3 separate regions of the Mus musculus genome follow, and regions 1 and 3 are each linked to region 2. Evidence: chromatin contacts called from public ChIA-PET and HiChIP or PLAC-seq data. All regions are on one chromosome and are shown on one strand. Each heading gives the region's core, a stretch centred on a gene start, on an enhancer-like site or on the middle of the called end of the contact. The rest is flanking DNA. Distances are from core to core; before and after follow the strand shown.

Region 1 (4,029 bases), core at 234-2,733, 460 kb before region 2:
GATGCTCACCTCTGCTGAGAGACGGCGCATAGAAAAAAAGCAAACATGGAGGCATACAGCAAAGCAGTTTAGGAAGAGAAGACAAGAAAGATGGGTCACAATGTGTCCTGAGAGCGTCTCCTTGGTTGTCAGAAATCTGAACTTGACTTGTTAGGAAAGAAGGAAAGACACAAAGGTCAAGGTAGTCCAAGGGAAGCCTTGTGACTCAGGCCAGAGCAAAGCCACATGAAAAAGAATCACAGGGCTTTTGTTTTTGTCCAGAAAGCCATATCAATCACTGTCACTCTCCGGATGCGATATGGAGAGCCAGGGAGCAGCCAGGCTCACGGTAACCATCCATGTACGTTCTATGTGTGCTTTATGACTCAATGTCTGGTCTGTTTGCTGGTCTCATGTCTCACAAGGCAAGAGGTAACAGTTTAGGACGAGGACAGGGCCAGGCAGCACAGGGAGGGAGGATTCATATCCTGGAGAGCTTGTTGGTTATACCTGGGTGCTCTGCAGTGCAGCCCAGTGAGTGAAGAGCAAAGGAATAAAATACTCAGTGTGGACAGGGTAGCCGACCACCCATCCCAGAAGTCCTAGGGTTATCTCTTTCCTCTTCTCCTCACTGGCATGATCCAGCCAGGTTGAACTTGGTTGGGTTTTGGCACAGCTTCCTCAGCAGTTTAGAAGCGAGGCTTTCTATAACATGAAGGAGGCTTGCCCCAGCAGAGCCAAAGTCACCAGGCCTCCCTGGAGCTCCCTTTTGAACGTCTTTAGTAAGCACACACGTGGCACACAGACCCTTTTAGCCTCTTAGCACAATTCTTACAAATCAAACCCACTGGTGGGCAGAGCAGGAAGATGTCTGGCTGCCATCCAGACAGTAAACAATAGAGGCAATTATTAGACAGTCATTAATCTTGTCAATTACACATTAACCCAGGCAGTGTGTGTTAAGGGGAGTACAATCTTCATATACATATACATACATATATATATATATATATATATATATATATATGTTTGTTTTTATTAACCATGAAAGAGAACATTTTAAAAGGTCTATATATCTATACTCTCCCCAGCTTCTCCATTTGAGGAGACAGTCATACCACTCTGAAAATTCCTTTAGCAAGTATGTTGGTTGCATCTCTCAATGTTTTTGTTTTTTTTGGTTTTTTTTTTTGTTTTTTTTTTTTCTCTGTTGGCTGATAATTCAGTTCTGCTGAGTATTCAGGAAGCTGATTGTGTTGCTTTCGGTAAATCCACTACAGTTCCTTTTTCAATCTGAATACTTTGGTCAAGTGGTCTATATTAATATAAATACTAGCTTCACTAGATGACACAGTAATTGGTAGCACAGAGCAGGGGTTGGAGGCTTTTTCTTTGCGTCTGTCTATAAAGACCTACTTTCTGTTCATCTTTGTCTGAGTAGGTGTTACCAAAAGACATCCTTGCCCATTTGAGAACCCATAGCACCTGGCTTTGAGGTCTAAGGAAATGAAAAACAAACAAACAACATGGCGTGCCATCTAGAAACAGCTGCATTTCACCTTACTGGGGGTGGTGGTGAGGAGGCAGTTTTTCTTCAGAGCCTTTCTCTAAACACCCACACCCGCCTTCAGTACTCTGACCTTCCCAATCCTTTTTAAAAGCAGCTCTAAGAAGTGACCCATGTCAAGCCATTTATTTCTTCAGGGGCAGTAATGAGCCCAGAGAATGTTTGTGCTTGGCCACATTTCCGTTGTAAACCTTATCTTTAGTGATGGAATGAGAAGAATTTCAGGTATTAGATAATAACCCAAAGTTGAAGTTTTTAAGTTCTGTTCACATGGCACCCAGACAAATAACCTTTTTATTGGCAGGAAGGGCAATTCTCAGTGGGCACTCGTCACGATTTGAGTAGTTGCTCTCTGCTCTCTCTCTCCTTTAAGTTGAACTGGCTGTGGGGGACAGGAAATGAGGGTAGGTGGTGACAGGGCAAGTGGAAGAGAAGAACTCCTAAAACGTTACTTTCTAAGACATTTGAGACCTATTTAAGTAGAGTCCTAATGCCTGCCAGGTCAGAAGACCCAGGGATGTGGAAGGACAGAAATATCTGTTGAAAGTGAACATCAACTTCTTCCTTGAGATGCCTAGAGAGGAGAGTCCCCCAGTTTCTAGGGGATGGAGGCATCTTGATTAACTGTCAGATTTGGTTCATGAATGCAGCGATTATAAGGTTTTCATTAGACTCACCTTGATCCTATCTCTAGGTCTAATAAATATTAACTGCATTTATTTTGGAAGTCGGGCTTGGTAGCATGAGAGGGCTGACTCATCACTGAGGTTCCCTGAAGCTCTAAACTCCAGTGCTTTCTGAGATCTGCAACACTAGATTAAGTGGTGTAATTTAATATGTTATTATTCCAACCAAAAGGCTCAGGCTTAGGATGCTGGTGAAAGTAAGAGGCCAGAACACAAGGGAGAGCGGCCACTCTCCATGGCTCGTTTCCTCCCTAAATCAGAGCAATTACAGAGCCAGGGGAAGAAATAGAAGTTACCGGTGGCAAATCGATAGTAACAGTATTGCCAGCACTCGGATCAGGGATATGTGGTCAGAAGGGTGGGAAAGAGCAGAGAGATTCTGGAACTTCAGGCGTGTCAGCGTCTTCTAATGGTAGTAAGTTGATCTTAATGGTAGAGAAGGCACGGGTTGTCCTTTGAATAGATGATTAAAAATATAAGCCACGGGAGAGTTCCTCAAAAAGAAAAAAAAAAAAGAAACTGCAACTCAGCAGCTCTGGGATGATCGAGTGTATATTTTACAGGCAGCTGGTTTCAGAACCTCAGGGAAAAGCTGTTCCCTAAGCACCGTTCTCATAAATCAGTGAAGGACAGTAGAGAGAAATTTAGAAAGGACGATTCTAGAGTTCATCGGGCTCTTTCCGGCAGAACGTTTCTATCTTCAATAACATTGTGGATACTTTCTTCAGGAACCCATTTGGAGGAAGAGTAGCCTTCATCCTAATAGGCTAGTTATCTATAATTCATTGATAATTGACAAAATGCCTTGCATCCCTAACACTTTGCCAGGAGATGCAGACAGCAGGAGGACAAGAGACTCTCACAATCTTAGAAGAATTTGGAGCTTAGCAGAAAATGCACTAATGCATTTGCGGTGGGTAACAGGTGTGGAAATCTTTTAACCTTCTAGCTAAAGCTTGTACCACCAGTCGTTTCAGGAATGCGAGTCACTAGAGACTGAGTGGATTAGTTGGACTACAATGGCTCCAGGTTTGTGTGTCTTTGGGCTTCTTGATAACTGCTATAGTTTGGATCTTAAATGTCCTCCAAAGGTCCATGTTAAAGGCGTGGTTTCCAGGTTGGCATTGCTGGGAGGTAGTATGAGTTTTAAGAGCAGAAGCTTGGTGGGAATGGAGGGAATGGCGAGGCCTCAGCTGGTGTCTGACCCCCTTTCTCTTCCTAGGTATGAAGCTGGCGATTTTTACCCTGCTATGTGCCCTTATCACGATGGGCTCTTTCACCACCGACCCCCAATGATGGCGCCAACTGGACAGGGACTTTTATCTTTATACATTGAGTACCTTGGCCACTTAAATATCTTGTGATATTGATTGATTGATTGATTGATTGATTGATTGTGTGTAGGCAGATGAGTGCCACAGTGCATGTGTGGACGTTGGAGGAAAACCTGAGGGAAGCTGTTTTCTCCTACCATGTGGGTCCTAGGGATCAAATATGGTATTAGGCTTACTAGCAAGTACCTGTCCCCAGTGAGTCATCTCACCAGCCCATCGTGGGTACTTTTGATACTGACGTGAAGTGGCATCACTCTATGCTTGAACATCCCTGTCATTTCTAGTTAGGAAGCTGATGGCTACTTTTTCTTCACTAATAAATATCAATATTAAAGTGGTAAAATGATTCTAGGATAAGAGTTTGAGAATTTCTTCAACTTATTTTTTTAAAGATCTATCTATCTATCTATCTATCTATCTATCTATCTATCTATCTATCTATCATCTATCTATCATCTATCTA
Region 2 (3,956 bases), core at 561-3,060:
TAACATAATATGCATTTATCTGTCCCGCTATTCAAAAAACAAAAACAAAAAAAAGTCTCAAAAAAATCTAATCATGGCAGCAAATTTACAGTTCCTTGGAAGAATGAGATGGAAAAATAGTGACCATGAGGCCACCATGGGCTCCATAGCGGGGTCCTAGAACAACAGCAACAACAAAAGAATCTATCGTTTCCTCACCCCCTGACCCCATTTGCTCCTCAATCTCGCAGCAAGAAGAGGATAAAATGTTGCCGGGACTCAGCAAGATGAAAAGCACATGAAGAATCCACTTTCACACTGCTGAGGACCAGTTTCACCCAGCTCTGAAGAAAGGGCAGGAGACAGAAGTAAGACTGAGCAAAGAGACCTGCGGAGACAGGTCAAGAGAGACTGTTCTCCAGGGAAGACAGACAGAAGAGTCCCCACCCCCACCCCCCACCCCTGGGGTGGACCCTGCTGAAGCAACCAGAGCCTGGGAGGAAGCAAAGAGAGAGAAAGAGAGATGAGAAACTGTCTTCAGGCAGGCAGCGTTCCTGTAAGTTTGTGTTGCTGTCACTCCTCCCCAGGCCAAATGCTTGGCACAGGCACCTGGGTTGTCCTCAGCCTGAGAAAGCAGAGGAAGACGACGGGAGGGTGAAGTGCACACGGTGGGCAGTCATTTCCTCCCATCGCTCATGGTCAGATGCCATCTAAGCAGACTGTGGGGACTCCCTTGGTCTTTCTCTTCCCAGACACTGTAAGAGCCACGCTTCCTTTGAGGCCACCCTCCACCTCTGCTTTAAGTACAATGCTGTCTGCCTTTCTCTTCGTGAGATCTAGTTGGTAAACAACAAAGATGAAGGCCAGCAAGTAGAAAAGGCATCTAATCTCAAGCTGCAATACTGAAATGAATCTGTCTGCGGAGGTTCCATTCCAGGAAGCAAAGAAAGAAGAGAGAGAGAGAGACAGAGAGAGACAGAGAGAGAAATCCCCTGAAGTCCTTGCCCAGGGTCCCCTGAATCTAGTAATAAGCGAAAGTGTGTCATCTTCGGGTTCTAGGGATAAGCTTTGCTTGAATGGTGCAAAGCTGGGACTGTTATCTGATCTTTCGAAGGAGCCCGTTGTCATCACATCACAGTGGCTCAGAAAACCCAGAGGGACAGAGCTGAATTTTGAGTCCAACACCCAGCTGTCACCTCCTTTTTTTTTTTTTTTTTTTTTTGGTTTATCTCCTTCCTCCCAAGGCAGCTAGAAACACAAATCCCAGAAGGTGATCGTAGATGAGGTTTGACAGATGGCTAAAAATGCAAGTGAGGGGTCCATCCTAGATGGTGGTGGTACAGGCCTCTAATCCCAGCCTTCGGGAGGCAGAGGCAGGCGGATTTCTGAGTTCGAGGTCAGCCTGGTCTACAGAGTGAGTTCCAGGTCAGGGAAGGTTATACAGAGAAACCCTGTCTCAAAAAACCAAAAAAAAAAAACCAAAAAAAAAAAAAAAAAAAAAAAAAAAAAAAAAAAAAGAAGCTAACTAGAGATCTAGAGATGCATGCTAATAGTAAAGCTCCAGCTGTGCACCAATACACACACACACACACACACACACACGTGCACGCACACACACGCACACACACGCACACACACACGCACATACACACACACACGCGCACACACACACACACACACACACACACACGCACACGCGCACACACACACACACACTCAAAGCTCAAGTACTACAGCAAAGTCAAAAACAGGAAGTGATGTAAGAGAGCAGAGCCCGACCAAAGACTTGAGTGTTTTGGTGGAGGGTGGGCGTGTATGAGCTCCTGGGAGTATTTCATTCTCTCTCATGCCTCTGCGTCTCTGTGTGACTTGCTTCATCTTTAAAGATGCAGAGGGATCCCTGGCTAGGGTCTCACGTGCCATCGTTCTAAGTTCTTACCTCACAGCTCACTATCCTATCTCCTGTGACCATGTGGCTGGTTTCTCTCACCGCTGAAGGCCTGGCCATGTTCTGATGTAGCTAGGACTGTGACTATTGAGTATTCCCTAGTGTACCTTGTCCTGACGAGTGAGGTTTCATCCATTTAGACATTAAGGAAGCAGCTGTATCTTCGTGGCTAAAAGAAAAACGTGGGCTGGAGAGATAGCTCAGCAGTTTAGAGTCCTCGCTGTATAATTATGAAGGCCAGAGTTCGGATCCCAGTACCCACAGAACAAGCAGGGCATTGAGTACATATCTATAACCCAAGCACTAAGAAGGCTTGCTGAGGCTGGTTGGATTTCAGTATAGCTGAGAAATTGTGGGCCTCGGGTTTGAAGAGAGAGAGAGAGAGAGAGAGAGACCCTGCCTCAAAGGCACAGAGTGATCAAGGAAGATATCTTCTGGTCTCTGCAGCATGTGCAATTAATTATATGTGCATGCACACATACCCGCACGATAAATAAATCACTAAAAAGCTGGGCGTGGTGACGCACGCCTTTAACCCCAGCACTCGGGAAGCAGAGGCAGGCAGGCAGATTTCTGAGTTCGAGGCCAGTCTGGTCTTCAAAGTGAGTTCCAGAACAGCCAGGGCTACACAGAGAAACCCTGTCTGGAAAAACCAACCAAACAAACAAAAACAACAAAAAAAAATCACTAAAATAACAAAAGGATGGCTTTAACATGAGAATAAATAGCAAAACTCCCACAAGGATGCAAATTCACAGGCAGCTAATCCTAAGATTTTCAATTATTGTGTGACTCGGCAGTTAGACTTGTTACTCTTCACGGAAACCCATGTTGGATTCTCGACGCTCATCTGGCGGCTTACAACCATCTGTGGCTCCAGTTCGAGGGATCTAATATCTCCTTCTGCTCTGCTGGCACGAGGTATGCACAGAGTACAAATACATACGTGTCAGCAAAACACCCATACACACACACACACACACACACACACCCATATACACACACTCACACACACATACACACACACATACACACACATACACACACACACATACACACACTCACACACACCCATATACACACACTCACACACACTCACACACACACACATACACACACACACACCCATACACACACACTCACACACATACATACACACACACATACACACACACACACACACACCAATGATTGTAAAAGCGTCTCTTAACAAACTCTAGGGCTGCTGTTCTTAATAATCTTGTGACTTTGGCACTTTATTTAATGATGAATTGCACTTTATTTATTAATATTAATGAATAAGTACGAGAGGCATTTCCTTGACAGGCAAATGTGAGGGAAAACCCCCTCCCTGTTTCCCCAGCAATTTTTAATTTTAGGTCCATCTCTATCCATGATCAGAACATATTGAATGAAAAACATCTATTTTCAAATAAAATTAGTTAAGAAAAGGATAGTCCCATTTTTTTTTTGAAGGTACACTAGTCGTTGTGTGAAAACTTTGATAATTTAAAATAGTTCCAGTCTAGGTCATTTTGATTTTTTAAAAAAATTATATTAGATATCTCTTTTATGGAAAGAAAACAAGACTTTTACTTAGCCAGACTTTTTAGAGCACCCTGGATGACTTCCATTGTAAAAACGTGGCATTATGCAAAACATCTAGAAAGAGTGTACAGGTGTTACTAACAACATGCACTTCTCAGTCCAGGAGCTGTGGAGCCCTCAGCGCTCTCGCTAGAACGGAGATCAGATGCTGGGCCATCTCACCCAGGAGCAGTCACCCAGGGCCAGTTACAGTTTACCTGCCAACCACCAGAAAATCGTTAGCCTTTTTTTGTTTGTTTTTTTTGTAGGAAAAAAAACGTAGGTGAAAATTGGACCAAGACTCAAAGGCTGAAACAAGTCAGACATTTTGTAAGATGAAACCGACCCAGGTACAACCTCTAAGATTAGGGCTTCCAGGTCCCAGCAGCGCATGCAGGTATTGTGGATTCGTTCTTTAGGGTTTTTCTTTTGTTGTTGTTTT
Region 3 (3,913 bases), core at 254-2,753, 360 kb before region 2:
AAAAGACTCCATCCCTGAAGTATCTTCAGAGGCGGTTGACTGGAAGGAGGAAGTACCCTCCCACCTCACTATAATACTCTCCATAGTGAGTATAAGGTTCAGAAAATTTGTCTGAAGCTTGGGAGTAAATGAGAGACAACTCCAGGGACCTTGAATGGCAGGCTGGCTTTATATTGTTTGAGCCTTTTTAGGACACTAGAGAATGCAGACTCTAACTCACACCTTCCCACTTAATTTCTGCTCGGTAGAAAAGCCAACTGCAAAGGTTATCTTAGTCACAGCCCTCTTAAACACCAAGCAGCTTTGTCTTGGACCTGGCAATCTTAACCTAACATTGCTTCTCTCATGCTCTTTAGTACTAGCTGGATAAAATATTTATGTGTATACTTGGATGCGTGAGAAGCAATTGAGCACCTTTAAAAACGGCCTAGGATTTGATCCCAGGGCGGTCTGACCTGGGGTCCTTGTGATAGTTGTATGAGAGAGAGAGAGAGAGAGAGAGAGAACCCTTGTTCTCTTATTGAACATTATGATTTTATCTTCACTTTCTTCTTTGATCTAAAGGAGTCTGTTCATATTGTAACAATACAGTTCTTGCATGTATAATAAGACGATGTTAATTTGTCTGCCTTTCTGTGGAGTGGTGAGCTTTTCTCACTAGGAAAGTGACAATCTCTCCTCTATCTTTGTATCCCTAGCATATTTGATGCTCAGGGACAAATGAATGTCTCTCTGAAATGAGTGAAGCTGTCTAGGTTTTTGCTAATCTAAATGTACTCATGGGCCATAAACACTCAGATCAGCTGAGTGTTCAGAATGCAGAGACTTGCCCGCCTCAGACTTTCACTAGATGGGAACCAGGTGGCCCTGATCTCTGAGCAATGCTATATGTGTCTCTATCCATGGTCAGTTTCGAGCAGTGGCTCTGTTCTTTGTGATACATGAGATTTAGACAAAGAATGCTAGAGCCATCATATCCTATGTTAATTTTAGCTGTATGTTCAAAACTGAGACGGATGTGTCTGGAGTATTGTTTCTAGGCCAAAGAGGGCTAACTTGGGCTTCCAGGGTAGAATTGCCGTGGGGTAGAGGAAACCTTTGAGGCTGGAGGGTATGTTCTTTTTACTTTTCCATAACTTTAATAAAATGCCTGAAGGGAGCAAACTCAGGGAGGAAGGATTTATTTTGGCTCGTGGTTTGAGAGGCGGGAGACCATCATGGTGAGGTATGCATTGGGGTAGAGCAACCACATCTGTGGTAGAGGGAGCACCCCATTCCTATCTGTGGCTGAGAGAATTTTTACAATCTGAAGGCATACTGTTACGTTTACCAATTTACAGGAGATGGCTGGTTATATGGTGTAGGCAGGCAGGAAGTGGAGGGAAACCTAGCCCAAAACACAAGCCACCTCTAAGGTCTCCAAGACCTGCCTCCCTAGGACCCACTTCCTGCAGCTACGTTTTATCTCACAAGGATTCCTCAAAGCTCACCCACAGCCGGAAACCATTAGTTCCAATGCAAGAGCACGTGAGGTCATTTTGCACTCAAACCGTAACAGGGGCGCAGAGCTGTTCATTTGGTTTTGCAAGGGGGCGGGAGGGGGTGGCGAATTCTTTTCCTCTAGGTCATCAGCAGGAAGCCCCTCTGCCCCTCTGGGATCCAGCATCTGCCCACAAGGAGAAGCTGAGTCAAGTTCTGTTGGCTCTGAGCCCAGACCAGCAAAAACCCAAGGTGATCCCTGAGTGAAATCGTGACAGTTTAATCATAAAATTTAAATCTCTATTTGTCACATCTGGGGCTTAAGTTGTCAGGGGTGTTTGTCTGGTGTCCTTTATGAGAGCCAAAGGAAAAGGAAGACAAGCAGAGGCTTCTGGGAATGGTACCTGTGACTATACGAGTGTGAACCCTGAATTATGGAAGAAGGGTCTTCGAAATATTTGCAAAGGGATTAAGCCTCATTACTAGAAAATAATGATTTTTTTTCCAGCTGTGCTGTGCTTCAATCCTTCCCAATAAATACCTGAGGCGAATGATAAAGAATGAAGGCTTCGCTTATTTCCCTGACAAAGAGATCAAATAATTCGGGGACAGTAAAAGTCAGTAGAGTGGGGTTTCCCAATTAGAGGAAGCCAATCTGATTGGGGTCTGCAAACCCAGATGCAGCGGCCGAGCAAACTTGAGAAGGCAGTCAGCCCGATGCTTGTTGGGAGTGGTTAGGTCTAAGGGAACTGGAAAGCCATGGCTTAGAAAGTCATTTGCATTCACATGGTTTTTTGTTTGTTTGTTTGTTTGTTTGTTTTGATTTGGTTTTTGTTCGTTTTTTGTTTTGGTTTGGTTTTTTTACAGTCTGAGGGCAGACTGTAAGCTTATCAATTTACATTTCAGAAATCCAAGACTCAGAGATGCCTGCCTAAGACTACAATTCTCACTTACCCATGGTAGAAAGTCACTCCCACTGTGGCATCTCTTCCTATTGTTTGCCCATGCAAGGGACGTTTAGATCGTATCTATACACACAGCGCTGTGCATGTGTATGTTTGTGTATGTGTCCACGCACGCGAGCGTGAAGCAAACAGGTCAGTTCTTGTAGCCAGAGAATTAGGGATTATCTAGTTGTCAACAATTTTAAATGGCGAAGTGGCGCTGTGAGAACGTTTTTTAAAATGCAAACTAAGCCAGGTTATCTTCTCCACTCATCTGGCACAGGTTTTTATGGGCTATAAATAATAGCATTTGCAGTTCTTGGATGGTTTTGAAACAGCACCAAAGGTCTGTATGTCTTAAAAGAAAGATTGCCTAGTTTAAGTTAATTGGTCGATCACTTAGAAGTCTGCGCTCTTCAGAGGAGGTGGCAGGATCTGAGCCTGACAATCCTGGACAGTTTGTTCTTCCTTAGCTGACTCCAAAGTCACCATCAGACTTCCCTCTGGACTGGCACTTGGCAGAATGGACCTATCTGTGTTTAATTCTGGCTCAGCGTGGCTAGATGCTGTTTGTCGTTAGCTTTCTTCACACCATGCAGATCAGTATTCTAAGAGAAAGAGATGAGCATTCCAGGCAGCTAGAGTCCTGTGCAATCTGCCTGCCCCAGCAGTCATTCATTCTGTGGACACAGGCTTCTATCTCACACTGTTCTCTATTGACACCGAATCATTACGTCCCACAGGCCAGGTCCTTTCCATGTGTTTTTTAACTTAATCCCCCCCCCCCCACCCCCATGAATACATGGCCGAATAGTGGGCACGACCATTTTACATGTGAAATAACTGGAGTTTAGAGACCTTATTAAGTAGATTGTTCCTGTGGTCAGGATTGGAACTCAGACCCACCTGCCTTCATAGCCTGGGCTTTGAGGGTGACTTATGCTTTCTGCTCTCGGGCCACGTGTCCAAAGGCAAACTTGATTTGCGCAGCCTTTGCTGTTGGTGTATGCATCTTCTGTCAGTGAGTGAAACAGCAGCCTTGACCAAGGTTATGGGTTCCGAATGGGAAGATGAAGTCACCCCCACCCACATCCTTCTGTTTCCATCCCCCCTAGTTTATAGGGGGAGGGGCTGCAAGTTGGATATGTCTTTTGTCAAGTTTTAAATGTTTAAAAATAGTGGAAGCTTTTAGAAGCTCTGTCGGCGAGCCAGCAGGAATAGTTGTTCAATAATAGTACCTGGAAAATGAATTTTTCCAAAAGGCAAAAAATCCCACTGTCCTAGTGACTTCAGCCCTAAACTCACAGCTGTGTCCCCACAGACTTGGGATCAAAAGGTCCAGCTCTCCAATCATTAGGTTGCGAATTTCTCACAAGAACTAACCACAGGACCTGACTTTGAGAGTCTTCTGACCTTCAAATCTGTGCCCCATGGCAATCCTCTCCTGCTTCTCTCCCACCCCCATCCACCCTCAGGCACATCAGGATCTC

What was found. ChIA-PET counts read pairs in DNA pulled down with a chosen protein or histone mark. HiChIP or PLAC-seq counts read pairs in DNA pulled down with a chosen protein or histone mark.
Region 1: a contact with region 2 is called in an H3K27ac HiChIP or PLAC-seq map of double positive thymocytes, with 2.3 times the contacts expected there. The contact joins two enhancer-like sites. A contact is called at or near these places in 3 of 115 datasets of contacts at active chromatin or transcription factors (CD8 T cells, double positive thymocytes and microglia).
Region 3: an RNA polymerase II ChIA-PET map of memory CD8 T cells shows a contact between it and region 2, with 39 read pairs. The contact joins two enhancer-like sites. A contact is called at or near these places in 1 of 484 Hi-C or Micro-C datasets (LSK cells) and 1 of 115 datasets of contacts at active chromatin or transcription factors (memory CD8 T cells).

What each region holds. Positions count from the first base shown.
Region 1 is chr13:111,966,023-111,970,051 of GRCm38.p6, forward strand. No RefSeq gene overlaps it. Among named protein-coding and RNA genes, the nearest start is that of Gm15322, 27 kb to the right of the region's middle. Within about 2 kb of position 1,484, at least 31 of the 459 cell types and tissues checked have an H3K27ac peak or open chromatin away from gene starts, as enhancers often do. A contact at or near this core is called in double positive thymocytes, where this site is marked.
Region 2 is chr13:112,425,936-112,429,891 of GRCm38.p6, forward strand. No RefSeq gene overlaps it. Among named protein-coding and RNA genes, the nearest start is that of Gm33905, 16 kb to the left of the region's middle. Within about 2 kb of position 1,811, at least 78 of the 459 cell types and tissues checked have an H3K27ac peak or open chromatin away from gene starts, as enhancers often do. A contact at or near this core is called in double positive thymocytes and memory CD8 T cells, where this site is marked.
Region 3 is chr13:112,062,363-112,066,275 of GRCm38.p6, forward strand. No RefSeq gene overlaps it. Among named protein-coding and RNA genes, the nearest start is that of Gm41061, 23 kb to the left of the region's middle. Within about 2 kb of position 1,504, at least 75 of the 459 cell types and tissues checked have an H3K27ac peak or open chromatin away from gene starts, as enhancers often do. A contact at or near this core is called in memory CD8 T cells, where this site is marked.